Regions from separate parts of the Gossypium hirsutum genome. Here region 2 is linked to region 1. A link is a contact called in public Hi-C data. All regions are on one chromosome and are shown on one strand. The core of a region is the stretch at or near the end of the contact, and the rest is flanking DNA. Distances in the headings are between cores, read along the strand shown.

Region 1 (6,085 bases), core at 2,336-4,835:
TTCTTCAAATTCATAAGCCAATGACTCACGATAATAACATCCAAGTTTGATAAACATATGTAATCCTGGCATTTCCTTCTTTTTTTTTTTTTTTTTTCTGGTAAAGGTTTGAACTTAACTATCTTTTTGAGTATAATGTAACTTACATTTGTTGGTCAATCTTGGCATCTTCGCTTAACCATGATGGCAATAGTATTTTTTAAGGTTTTTATTTAGTTTCATTGCTATAGATATCGTTTATCATTTCATCAAATAGGAGGAAGATGTTGATATTACTTGTTTTAAGAAAAGTAACAACGAAACAGCACACACACACTTCCTCCACTTATTGCATTCCAGCTAAACACAGAGTTGCAGTTTTCATCATGCTCCTCCCTAAGCCCTGTTGTTTCTTTCTTGTATTACAAGTCACTTGGAGGATAGCCAATTTAGAGCTTCACTTCTCTACCAGAAACCCAACTGAATGGAACACTGGGTGATTCCTTGGTCCTCAATTGAGCTCTCTCCTCTAGCTTTCTAATTCTCGGTGCAAGTCCACACACAAATTCCTGAGCTTCACGGCCCTCGGGTGAAAGTCCAATGAGTTCCTTCAACTTCCATCGGTCAACCAGATATTCAACTATATCAGCATAGTCCCGGGCAGTGTAAACCCCAATTCTTTGTGCGACAGACGAGTAGTGGTAGAAAAGGTTTTCATCGCTGCCATCATACATCAAGTGGGCTGGCATGGAGATTTTCTTCCTCATCATGTCAGCAAATGCCAAGACTGACCCATCAGGATCGATCTCAAAGAGCTTTTCAAGGATTTTAGTGTATGCTGTCTCGTGGCGCTTTTCATCTGCCGCAATTGAACCACATAACTGAGCCAAATTCATGTCACCATGCACCTTGGCTAGCCTAGCTGTATTCCCATGTGAGATAAAAGTTGCCCTTTCTTGGAATGTTGTGTAGATGAATCCCAGATAAGGACTATTCTCCGTACCCGGATCCTATAAAATATGCAAAAGATAATTTAGAAAATCAATCAGCAGGTGGAAAACGAGCTTAATAAGGTCATGCACATCGTGAATTACATCGTGAATTGGAGATTCAGAAATTAAACCGAGAAGAGGGTAAATGGTGTAGCAAAGCATCTTACCATTCCTGAACCGATCAAATACTGGATGGTCTTCTCAACTTGCCTCATGTCCACTCTCCCACACAAGTAGAGATACTTATTAAGTAGATCAGTGTGTCTGTTTTCTTCGGCAGTCCAGGCCCTGGTCCAAGTTGCCCAAGAAGTAGGGCTAGCACCAGTTTCATCACGAGTTCCATCCAAGGTATTAAGCATAGTTTGGTAAGTTGGAAGGGCTTCCTCCGTGATCATATCACCAACCAACACGACAAAGTACTCATCCGGAATCTCCTTTGCCCGTTCTCTAAGTTCTCTAACTTGATCTTCAAATCCATCGGACGAAGGATCGGGAAGAAAATCCTTGGGTTGCCAACATTTATCAACTTGTTTAAGATGAATCAGAATGTTATCCCTAGCCCAATCATCCAAAGATTTAAAGATCTCAATCTTCTCAGGTGGCATGGTGTGGGAAGACTGGTGTACCAGCTTTGGAGCCATGAAAGGCCGTTTCAGATCTTCAACCCCTCTGCATCAAATAAAACGAATTCGGAATTCAAATTATATAAAATTAAAATTGAATTTAATTAAAAATAAAATTTTATTTAATCGAACAAAAGTAAAATAGAAAATTTTAATATTGAGTTAAAATATTATCTAAATTTACCTTAATCCCGAAGTATAATGAAAAATATCGATGCAAATTTCAAACTTGACTAATTTTAAGCTTTAACCCTTAGAGATCAATCCTTCTCTGTTGCTTTTCCTTAGAATAAACTAAGAAGTTAATCCTCCGACTTTAAGTTTTCATTTTAACCTTGAAAATAAAAAATTTACATTTTAAACACTACCGTTTACAGCCATTTTCATTTTAATCACCCTTATTTTGCATTCATTTTATTCAACCAACTCTAACAAATTTCATTTTATCGCTAATTTCCTTTTTTAAAAAAAAAAAACAAAAACTGAGTTTTTATAAGGACTTGAAGAGATAAAACAATTTTTTTTATAACTTAATTCCCTATAAAAACTCAAGATTTTCCCAATAAAAATCAAAGGGTTTTAAAATTAAATAAATTTAAAAAAATTGAACAATTTTCCCATGTGAAAATCAAGTATTTCACTGTAAAACCCAAAATTTTCTCTTTTACAAATAAAAACTAAATTTGATTCTAAAAAAATAAAATAATTTTTCCCGTAAAATACCAGATAGAGAAACTTAAGTTTTTCATTTTTTAGAAAAAAAAGAAAAACATAAGCCTACGAAAAGGTGTGTGACTAAAATGACATTGATATAACAGTGAGTGGCTAAATGAAAGCAATTATTAATGGCAGTGTCTAAATTTTTTTTTTTTCATTTTTAGAGGTTAAATGAAAATTTATGAAAGTTGTGTAGTTTAATTTTTATTTATTTATTTGTCTTTATTTCCACAATATTTGCCACCTATCAGCGGCCAGAACATGGTTGCCGGAGCTGCTTTTTCGACTCGAATTGAGAAGGATTTTGGTGGGCTACCAGTGCCCAGATCTGGCCGCTAGCACGGCAGATCTTGCACCTGGAGCGCCACATCCGGCTGCTGATGCCCCAGATGGGTGCCTCGAACCACCGCTAGTTACTCTGACCCACGCCTTTTGACGACGAAAAACCCGTCAACATTTAAGTTCTTACGTTACTTCACCGGGATGCCGCGAGCAAAATTACAAAACAATATTATTTTAATAAAAATGACGACGACAAAAGAAAGGATTTCAAAGTTTAAATTTTTTTTATGAGAGCAAAATGGTCACAAAAACTGTGTTAGCTACTCTAATAAAAGGTTGAATAGCTATTTCAGTCCTCCAAGAAATAACAATAAATACGTAAGACCATAAGATAATATATCACTCAATTTGATTTTTTTTTTTTGAGAAGCTAAGCTTGATAATTTTAGACAATATAATTTTAATATAATCAAAATCTATATGAATATATTTTAAATAAACACAAGAAAAAAAAGAGATAAAAATAACATAATTAGACACTGTAAGAATACACGAAAGACTATCAAAGACCTAAATCGGAGAACAAGACTCTTGAGAGGCATGTTAGTTAGCAAAAAGAACAAAGATCCAAATAAAGAAAACGTCTAAAATTGAAGGAAACAGGTAAAAACCCATGATTTTAACAACAAAATACGAATATATAACGAAAGAGAAGAAGAAGAAAAAGGAGACTAACTTGGAGCGAGGTGGAAGAGTGGAGACCATAGAAACCTTGGGAGATCTAAGACTTGCCATGGGTGGAAGAGCATATGAAGGGAGTTTCTTAGTTTGAGAAGCCATGGGATTGAATTGCACAGCCATTTTTTGCCCTTTTCTTTTTTTGCTTTGCTTTGCTTTGCTTAGTGACGACTGTGTGTTTGCTTAACACAGCTCGCCTTTTATTGAAGTTGTCGATTTTTAAAATAATGTGATTTGACGTTTATTTTCCTTTTAATTTTTTATTCCCTAATTATATCGTATATAGATGGAGGGATTTTTTAATTTTACTAAGTAGTTTGAGATTTAATGATATGTCTTATTAATTTATTTTTTTTAATTTTTAAATATAATTAATCATTTATTATTACATATGTATTTCAATAATTAGATAAAATAAGAATAGTTAGTATAAATTTAAATTTAAACTTGAAAAGATAAATAAATTCTTATAAAAATAAGATTTCTTTAAAATAAATAAAAAATTTTCTTTTTCCTTACCAAAATTAAGTCATGAAAATAATTAAATATTACCAAGTAAATTAATTTATTTCTCACCCATATTCTTAAATTTGCCTTAAAAAAAAGTACAATCAAACATAGCATAACAAATAATTATCTTTTATTTATTAATTTTATTTAATTAAAACTGCACTATCAACAAGTGTTAATTTGTATAATCAAGTTTACGAGTATTATATAAAAGAATATTATTTAGTTGGAATTAAAAAAATCCCAAAGCAAAAAATAAAACATTGTTATTCGTGCTTAAGTAACATTAAAAAATCATAAATTAATTAAAATACACATATGTCAATTAATTAAATCCTATTTATATAGTTTAAAAACTTTTATGGGAGGAGAAAGAAAAATAACCATTGTATAAAATGATAACTATAATTAATGTAGTATTTGTTTTGCATGGATTAAAGTAGTGTTTGGAAAAATAATTTTATAATTAGAGTTGAGTGTAATTATTTTTAATTATATAAGGGTGTTGTGTTTGGGTAATCATTATAATTGATAGATCCCATTGAATTGGTGTAATTATAGCATCAATTACACTTTTCAATTTTTAGAGACGGTGAGAATTGGAGTAATTACATCAAATCTAATTTTAAAAAATTATTTTTATACAAGTTATAAAAATTATATTACAAGCATGAACATATATGAGTATTTGTGATAATTATGAAATAAATTTTCTTATATTATAAAAATAATTTGTGTATTTCATAAAGTTATTACAAAAAAATTTATTTAAATCTTAAAAATTTTCTAAATTTATGACAAAAAAAATTCATTATAAATAATCATTTTCATATTATAAAAGTGTTATAATATATTTATATATAAAAATTTACGTTCATGTATGAACATAACTTATTTATGTGTCCATGTTATATATTATAAAAATAATATGTTTATTCATAAAAAAATGTTATAGCTTTTTTTTATCATAACTTATTCATAAAAATAATAATTTTCTAAAGTTATTGAAAAAATTATATTATTTATAAAAAGTATTATGAAAATTTTAGACAATTTATAAAACATTTTTATAAAAAATTTATATTATTTTTTATTTAATTTACATATTTAACCTAGCATAAGTCTTTCTCCAAATTAAGTTTATATAAGTTTTTATAATTAAAGTTATAGATTATTTAGACTGTAAACCCAAATATTATAAGGTTGATGCTAAATATGCAAATATAAAAAAAGTTTTCTTACACTATATTGTAGGGTATGATATCATTTAAGAGAATGGTGTCATACACAAGCACCATAGGTAACTCACGAACTCTTTAATTTGAAACATTCAAGACTTCAAAATATGGTTGGGAAAACGTTTATTATTCTAAAATTTTTTTTTATATTAACATCACCTTAGTATAATATTAAAATCAAGGTTGGATCGTACTAATATGTTGCATATTTCATAACTTCAATCATATGGAGAATTAAGACGACTCATACTTCATAAAATACATGGAAGAAGAAGATCTTAATAATTTTAACAACGAGGGAGTCAAGGACCAACATATGATAATAAAAAACACATGTTCAATATTAAAGAGAAAATAACCAAACAAATATGAACTAGAACAATTAGATAAAATTGCATATGATGTTTACTTTTCTTACTATTTTTATTGATAATCATATTATCAACTACTTTTTTAGACTAACATTTTATATATATTAATTTATTTTATTTTGTGTTACATGTTTAGAAATTATTTTTATCATACTAATAATTTTTTATAGTAATTAATAATTTTACAAATATAAATTATGTAACTATGTAATTAGAATTTGTATTACCAGACATGACAGATAATTACAATATAATTACACTTTGTTAGCCAAACATGTACAATAAATTACAATTCTTTGTGATTACAAGAGATTGTTTATTCAATTTTACTCAGTGATGTTCGAAAAGACCCTAAGAGAGTAGTGGAGTCGATCTTAACCTAAACCAGAGCAAAGCTAAAAATGCTAAAAACATTTCTTTGATGAATTAAGCATTCTTGCCAAACTTCATGAATCTCTTTGAATTTTTCTCAAAATAGAAAGATAAAAGTTCGAAATTAAAACCGAATATAAACACTCCAGAAACACTACTTTCGTTGAGTATCCCAGATTAACTCATGAGCTACATTAACAAAAATAATTTGCAATAGTGTCTCTAGATAATTTTAGTCTTCATTTTCAGCTTCTTCTTTTTTT
Region 2 (6,085 bases), core at 1,251-3,750, 230 kb before region 1:
ATAGACTTACCTCGGACAGTAAAAATCGAAACCAGGCGATTAATCGATGACTTTAGTTTTTCCTTGACCCAACTCCGATTTCTTTGGTTCTTGGTCCAAATATATTGAAAATGAACTATTTTAAATATTATCCATTCAATTTAGTCCAAAAACTTATAAATGGGAAAATTATCATTTTGCCCCTGACATTTTACACTTTTGTAATTTAGTCCCTATTACATAAAACGCAAAATACACAAAATTTGAACACACTATGCTAGGGCCGAATATTCCTAGTGTTCATACAAGTCCACGCATTTCATTTATTTCACATTTTAGTCCCTAAAAAATTTACTTTCACAATTTAGCCCTAATTACTCAATTTCACCAAAAATTCAAAGACAAAATATGTTAATCTTTCACATATCTTTCATATTTCATCATCAACTATCACAAAGCTCAAGCATTCATCAATGGAATATATCAAAATCACTATCAAATTCTAAAATTAAAGCATGGGCCTTGTACTACACAAAACAACGATCTCAAAAACGTAAAAATTTTCAAAAATCGAACGAAAACGAACCTTTAATTAAGCATGAACATGGTCGAACCTTCCTTAAGCTTTTATGGCTTTCTTTCTTCTAACTTTCGGCTAAGAAAGATGATATAACCTTTATTTTATGTTTTTAACTATCATATAATATAATATATAATAATTTACTAATTTAACCTTACTTAAATAATTATAACATATATTTATATTAAGGTTAGTTTTGTCCTTAGCCACCCACTATCTAAATAGTGGTCTAATTGCATCTTTAAGCCTCCCAATTAAAAAGACAACAACAAATAGATGCTTTTACATTTAACCCCTAAATTTTCATTTTACGCGTTTAAGCCCTTTTATTAAATCGGACACTTAAACGACGAAATTACAACACGAAAATTTCACACAATCAAATTCACACACAATAAACACACAAAATAATATTAAAATATTTTTTTGACTCGAATTTGTGGCCCCAAAACCACTATATCCGATTAGGGTCGAAATCGGGTTGTTATAGGTTCGGATACGAATTAATCTTTAAAGGTTAAGAACTATAATTCATTTTCTAATGAACTAAAAAACTTTTATTTTTATTTATCAAACTTCTACTTACATTAATAATGGATTGAAAACTTGATCATCTCCACTATCATCTTAACTTTTATTTCAATAATACTTATTACAATTAGAATAATCACATTACATAGTTGCTAATGTTATTTAATAAGTATTTTTTTCTATTTCATTATCTTCTGCTTGAATTAAGTCCATTGAAAATCCTCTGATATTCAACTTTTATTGATTTGAGTTCGTCAGGAATCCCGTAACCCAAGGGTGCTTCTGGTGAGATAAGGTTCGGTCTGTTGCCGCACGAATACTACCATCAACTTGTTCCCACCATAATCGACACCTTCTCCCCTAAAGGGTTTCCTTGATAGCATAACCAATTTGAACCCGTGATCGCATAACCATAGAAAAAAATTCTTTTTACTCTCAATTGGGAAATAAATTTTGTAGGTGATGATACACTCCCCAAATGACAAATGAAATATGTTAGTGTCTGAGCTCCACCAGATCACTGTTAAACAAAACATACCTTCAAATTATCAAAATTTCTAACTAAAACACAAACACACACACACACAAAATCTTCTCTCCCCGTTTTTTCAACACTTAAAATTTTTATCATGTTCTCTCCCTACAACTAATCCCAATAATTTCTCCCTTCATCTCTTCAACATAAAAAAAAAATTACTTCAGCATATGTTGATCTCCATTGGGTATAGGTATATATAAACATTGATGCTGCTGCACAACCTAGCGACACCCAAAAATTCATATTTACTGACATCAATGTCTCTAACAAGAATGGCGGCACTAATTTTTTCTTTTTTTATAAATTCATTCGGTATCGTCAAAGAGAACGATGACACTCATTAAAATATTAATTTTTTTCTTTTTCTCTCAGAATACTCATATTTTTAACACAAAAAATTATTATTATTTTAAAATAACCAATCATTGGGTCATTATTAGGGGTGGTGCCGTCAATGGGTATAGCGGTACCAGAGTGCATTGTAAAAAAATGTCATTCTTGTACAAGATTTTGAATTTGGGTAATTTGTAATTAATAAATTCTTTTAAGTTAGTTTCTAAAAAAAGCCTAAATAAACTCAAATTAATATATTTGTGTTGAAGTGAAATCTTGAAATTTATGCTTAAATTAAGTTAGCTTTAATTCTAAATGTGATATCTCTTGGTCGGAACGTATTAAATCGTTCCGAGTAAGGATGTTACAACTGGATTCTAACTCAATTAAGAAATTACAAAAATAACATTCCGTATTTAAAATAAGTTATATTATTCAAATGTATTTTTAATATTTTTAATTTAAAAAATAATAAAAATATACATATGCTGAATTTGAACTCTTGGCAATTAAATTCTATCTTTACCACTCAAATTCTAATTTCATTTTATCTATAATTTAATTTAATTTTTAATGTGTTACATATGGGTGTTTTAAATACGAATATTAATAATAATACCGGTGGTTAACCTTGTTACTATTTTTAAGCTACACTGAACGATTATCAAAATTAGGGTTTATATTTTAAAATAAATTTGTTGGATTAGGCATAGAAACCTATCAAAGCTTCACCGGCACAAAGTTATCGGATATTTCTTGCTCCACTGTCTTCGACTTCGCTGAAGCGCACTGATTCGACGTTACTCTAATTGAACAAATTGCGTCTAATCGACCTCTCTCTGCTTCTCGGATTTGAGTTTGAGCTCTTGCAAGTTGCCGCACTGAGTCAGGTGAGCCTTACCTCGCTCTTATTTTTCATCTTTGTTCATGTTTCTCCTTTCAAGGCGTTTCGATTTTCTATAGATCCAATTTGTTTCGATATTCAAGAACGGTTCGCCGAGGGAGGGGGTATTGAAGGCGCCTTTTCTTTTTAATAATTGATTCTGTAACTTCTTAAAGTATGGCTAGAAGATACAATGAATCGAGTGGCGATGATTCGAGAGATGAGAGTGGGGAATATGGTAATCGTCGCAAAAGGTATTCTAGGTCAGATAGGGAAAGGGGAAGACGAGAAAGAGGAAGAGAAAGAGAACATGGCGATAAGAATGAGGAGAAGCGGCAGAGGGAAAATTCTGGATCTTTTGGAGAAGAAGACAAGCGTGCTAATAGAGATAGGAGCGAAGAAAGTGAGAGAATTCATGCTGATAATGGTGGTAAGGATAGGCAGGGAGAAAAACGTCCTAGATCCTCTGATGAAGAAGATGGCAAGCATTCCTATAGAGATAGAAGGCGTAAAAGAGAGAGAATTCATGACGGTGATGATGATGGTAAGGATAGGCGGAGAGAAGAAGGTTCAAGATCTTCTGATGAAGAAGATGACAAGCCTTCCTTTAGGGATAGAAGGCATGAAAGAGATAGAATTCGTGATGGTGAAAATGATTCCAAGGCTAGGCGGAAAGATGCACAGGAGGAAAGTTCTGAATCTTCTGATAAGTCAGAAGAAGAGAGGCGAGCCAAGAGGGACAGGAGTGGAAAAAGGGATAGACGTCATAGGCATGACACTGGACATAGGGATCGGCATAATGATAAGCAACGGGAGGAAGATAGGTATAGAAATAGGGACCGGTGGCGTCATTCACGGCATGATTCTGATGATGATGATGATCGCGGAAGAAGGTCCCATAGAAATACAGAACGTGAGAATAGAAGTCAAAGGAGAGACAATGATAATCAGCCAAGCCGGAGAGACAGAGATGATAATAGCTTTAAGGAGAAAGAGGAAGGAGAAATCAAGCAGAAACAACCAGCTTTTCAGCAAACCAACTTGAACGGTGATACCTCGAATTTAGGTAGAAGTGGAGGAGTTTACATTCCTCCATTTAAATTAGCTAGAATGATGAAAGAGACACAGGATAAGAGCAGTGTTGAGTATCAGCGATTAACATGGGATGCCCTCAGAAAAAGTATCAATGGTCTTGTTAACAAAGTAAATGCTACTAATATCAAGAATATTATTCCAGAACTCTTTGCTGAAAATCTTATTCGAGGAAGAGGTCTCTTTTGTCGTTCGTGCATGAAATCTCAGATGGCATCTCCAGGTTTCACTGATGTTTTTGCTGCACTGGTGGCTGTTGTTAACACCAAGTTTCCTGAGGTGGGGGAGCTATTGTTGAGAAGGATTGTTTTGCAGCTTAAGAGAGCATATAAGCGGAATGACAAGGTGATTAATTGCCTCTTCACTAATTCTGATGATTTAGGGTTTTTTTTTCTTTTGTGTGTAACTGACTGTTTCTTGTATTGGACAGCCTCAATTATTTGCAGCTGTTAAATTTGTAGCTCATCTTGTGAACCAACAAGTGGCTCACGAGATTATTGCTTTGGAACTACTCACTGTGTTGCTGGAAAATCCTACTGATGACAGTGTTGAGGTAGCTGTTGGTTTTGTTACTGAATGTGGTTCCTTACTTCAGGATCTTTCACCAAAAGGCCTACATGGTTAGTGTTACCATTTGAATCATGTTTTTCCAATGCAGTACTTATACCCATATTACTACGATTGATACTGGTTTAAGTTCCATAGTATTATGGTGTTGGAATGCTGAGATGTATGTATTGTCTTGCATTTTGTTAATTAGACATGTAATGCATGACAAATCATTTTTCCTTGGGGATGTGCTTTTTTCTTGCTTCAGCTTTTGGAATATACTAAGAACTTCATTTGGTTGACATCCTTAAGTGTGGTTACAATGCTGGTAAGTAGTATGAGTTAGGTTTTGAAAAAGTCACTGTATACTGGTTTTAAAAATATTTCATCCTCAATCGTGAAAAACGATATCTGTGATTCTGATTCTTTTGTTTCTTTTTTAATTTTTCATAAGCTTACTTATTTTGCATTGACCGCTGCAGGAAGCTTTTTACAAATCAATAATAGAAATTTTGTTTAATCTGAATGTAATTTTCTGTGAAACAAAATTGAGGAAAAAGTTTTATCTATTTCTTTTCTCTACTTCGATGATTCTAGTCTAGTGGCATCTTCTTCGACATATTTGTTTCCATTGTCAGTTAATGTTTCCTGTTGTGTTTACAGGTATTTTTGAGCGTTTTCGGGGGATTCTTCATGAGGGAGAGATAGATAAACGTGTTCAATTTCTTATAGAGGGCTTATTTGCTATAAGGAAAGCAAAGTTTCAGGTATGATTTCCCCCTAAATAATTCTTTGAGAGTCCTGTGACAATTTTAAGGTCACATATCTTTTTATCTAACAAAGGAACAGCTTATCATTTTGTATTCTGTTTATTCATTTGCAGGGTTATCCTGCCGTTCGTCCAGAACTAGACCTTGTTGAGCAGGAGGACCAATTAACTCATGAGATCTCTCTCCAAGATGAGATAGATCCGGAGATCACCCTTGGTATGTCTCAAAATGTATCTAGCTATTGATGAACTGTACCTGTTTGATTAATTCCGTCTGGTGTGATTGTGAATACCTGTAATTGTCCTCCTGGCAGACATTTTTAAACCAGATCCTCAATTCTTGGAGAACGAAAAGCGCTATGAAGAGTTGAAGAAAACCATCCTTGGTGAGGACTCCGAGGATGAAGAGGGTTCAGATGCAGGTTCAGGTGACGAGGAGGATGATGAGGATGACGATGAATCTGATGAGGAAGATGAAGAGCAGATGAAAATACAAGATGAGACGGAGACAAACCTTATAAATCTCCGGAGGACAATCTACCTGACAATCATGTCCAGTGTAGATTTTGAGGAGGCTGGCCACAAGCTGCTGAAAATTAAGCTTGAGCCAGGGCAAGAGGTAAGGTGATAGAAATGATTGTGTAATGTAATAGGTCAATCAAAGCTGTTTCTCTTTCCCTGAAAAATGCACTATTACCTTTCTGGCATTGCAATTATCTGTGTTTTCCCCCTATCCTCACTAAACTGAGTAGCCTAACTTTTCTAACATCCCTCACTAAACTGAATAAATTTTCTTATTTTATAATGTTGCATTCTAAGAAACCTTTTACC

The links. A called contact is a pair of places that touch in the nucleus more often than the background predicts.
Region 2: a contact with region 1 is called in a Hi-C map of leaf, with 4 times the contacts expected there. The contact joins the promoter of LOC107910275 here to the promoter of LOC107910273 in region 1. A contact is called at or near these places in 3 of 34 Hi-C or Micro-C datasets (fibers, hypocotyl and leaf).

Annotation. Positions count from the first base shown.
Region 1 is chrD02:30,495,839-30,501,923 of Gossypium_hirsutum_v2.1, reverse strand. LOC107910273 (stearoyl-[acyl-carrier-protein] 9-desaturase, chloroplastic) reads right to left here and starts at 3,585. Exons shown (of 3, transcript XM_016838071.2): 1 at 3,330-3,585; 2 at 1,139-1,640; 3 at 244-989. The coding sequence starts at 3,454. The coding sequence ends at 429.
Region 2 is chrD02:30,727,789-30,733,873 of Gossypium_hirsutum_v2.1, reverse strand. It overlaps LOC107910275 (pre-mRNA-splicing factor CWC22 homolog), which reads left to right and starts at 2,500. Exons shown (of 7, transcript XM_016838072.2): 1 at 2,500-4,281; 2 at 4,367-4,556; 3 at 5,149-5,252; 4 at 5,369-5,471; 5 at 5,569-5,873. The coding sequence starts at 3,022.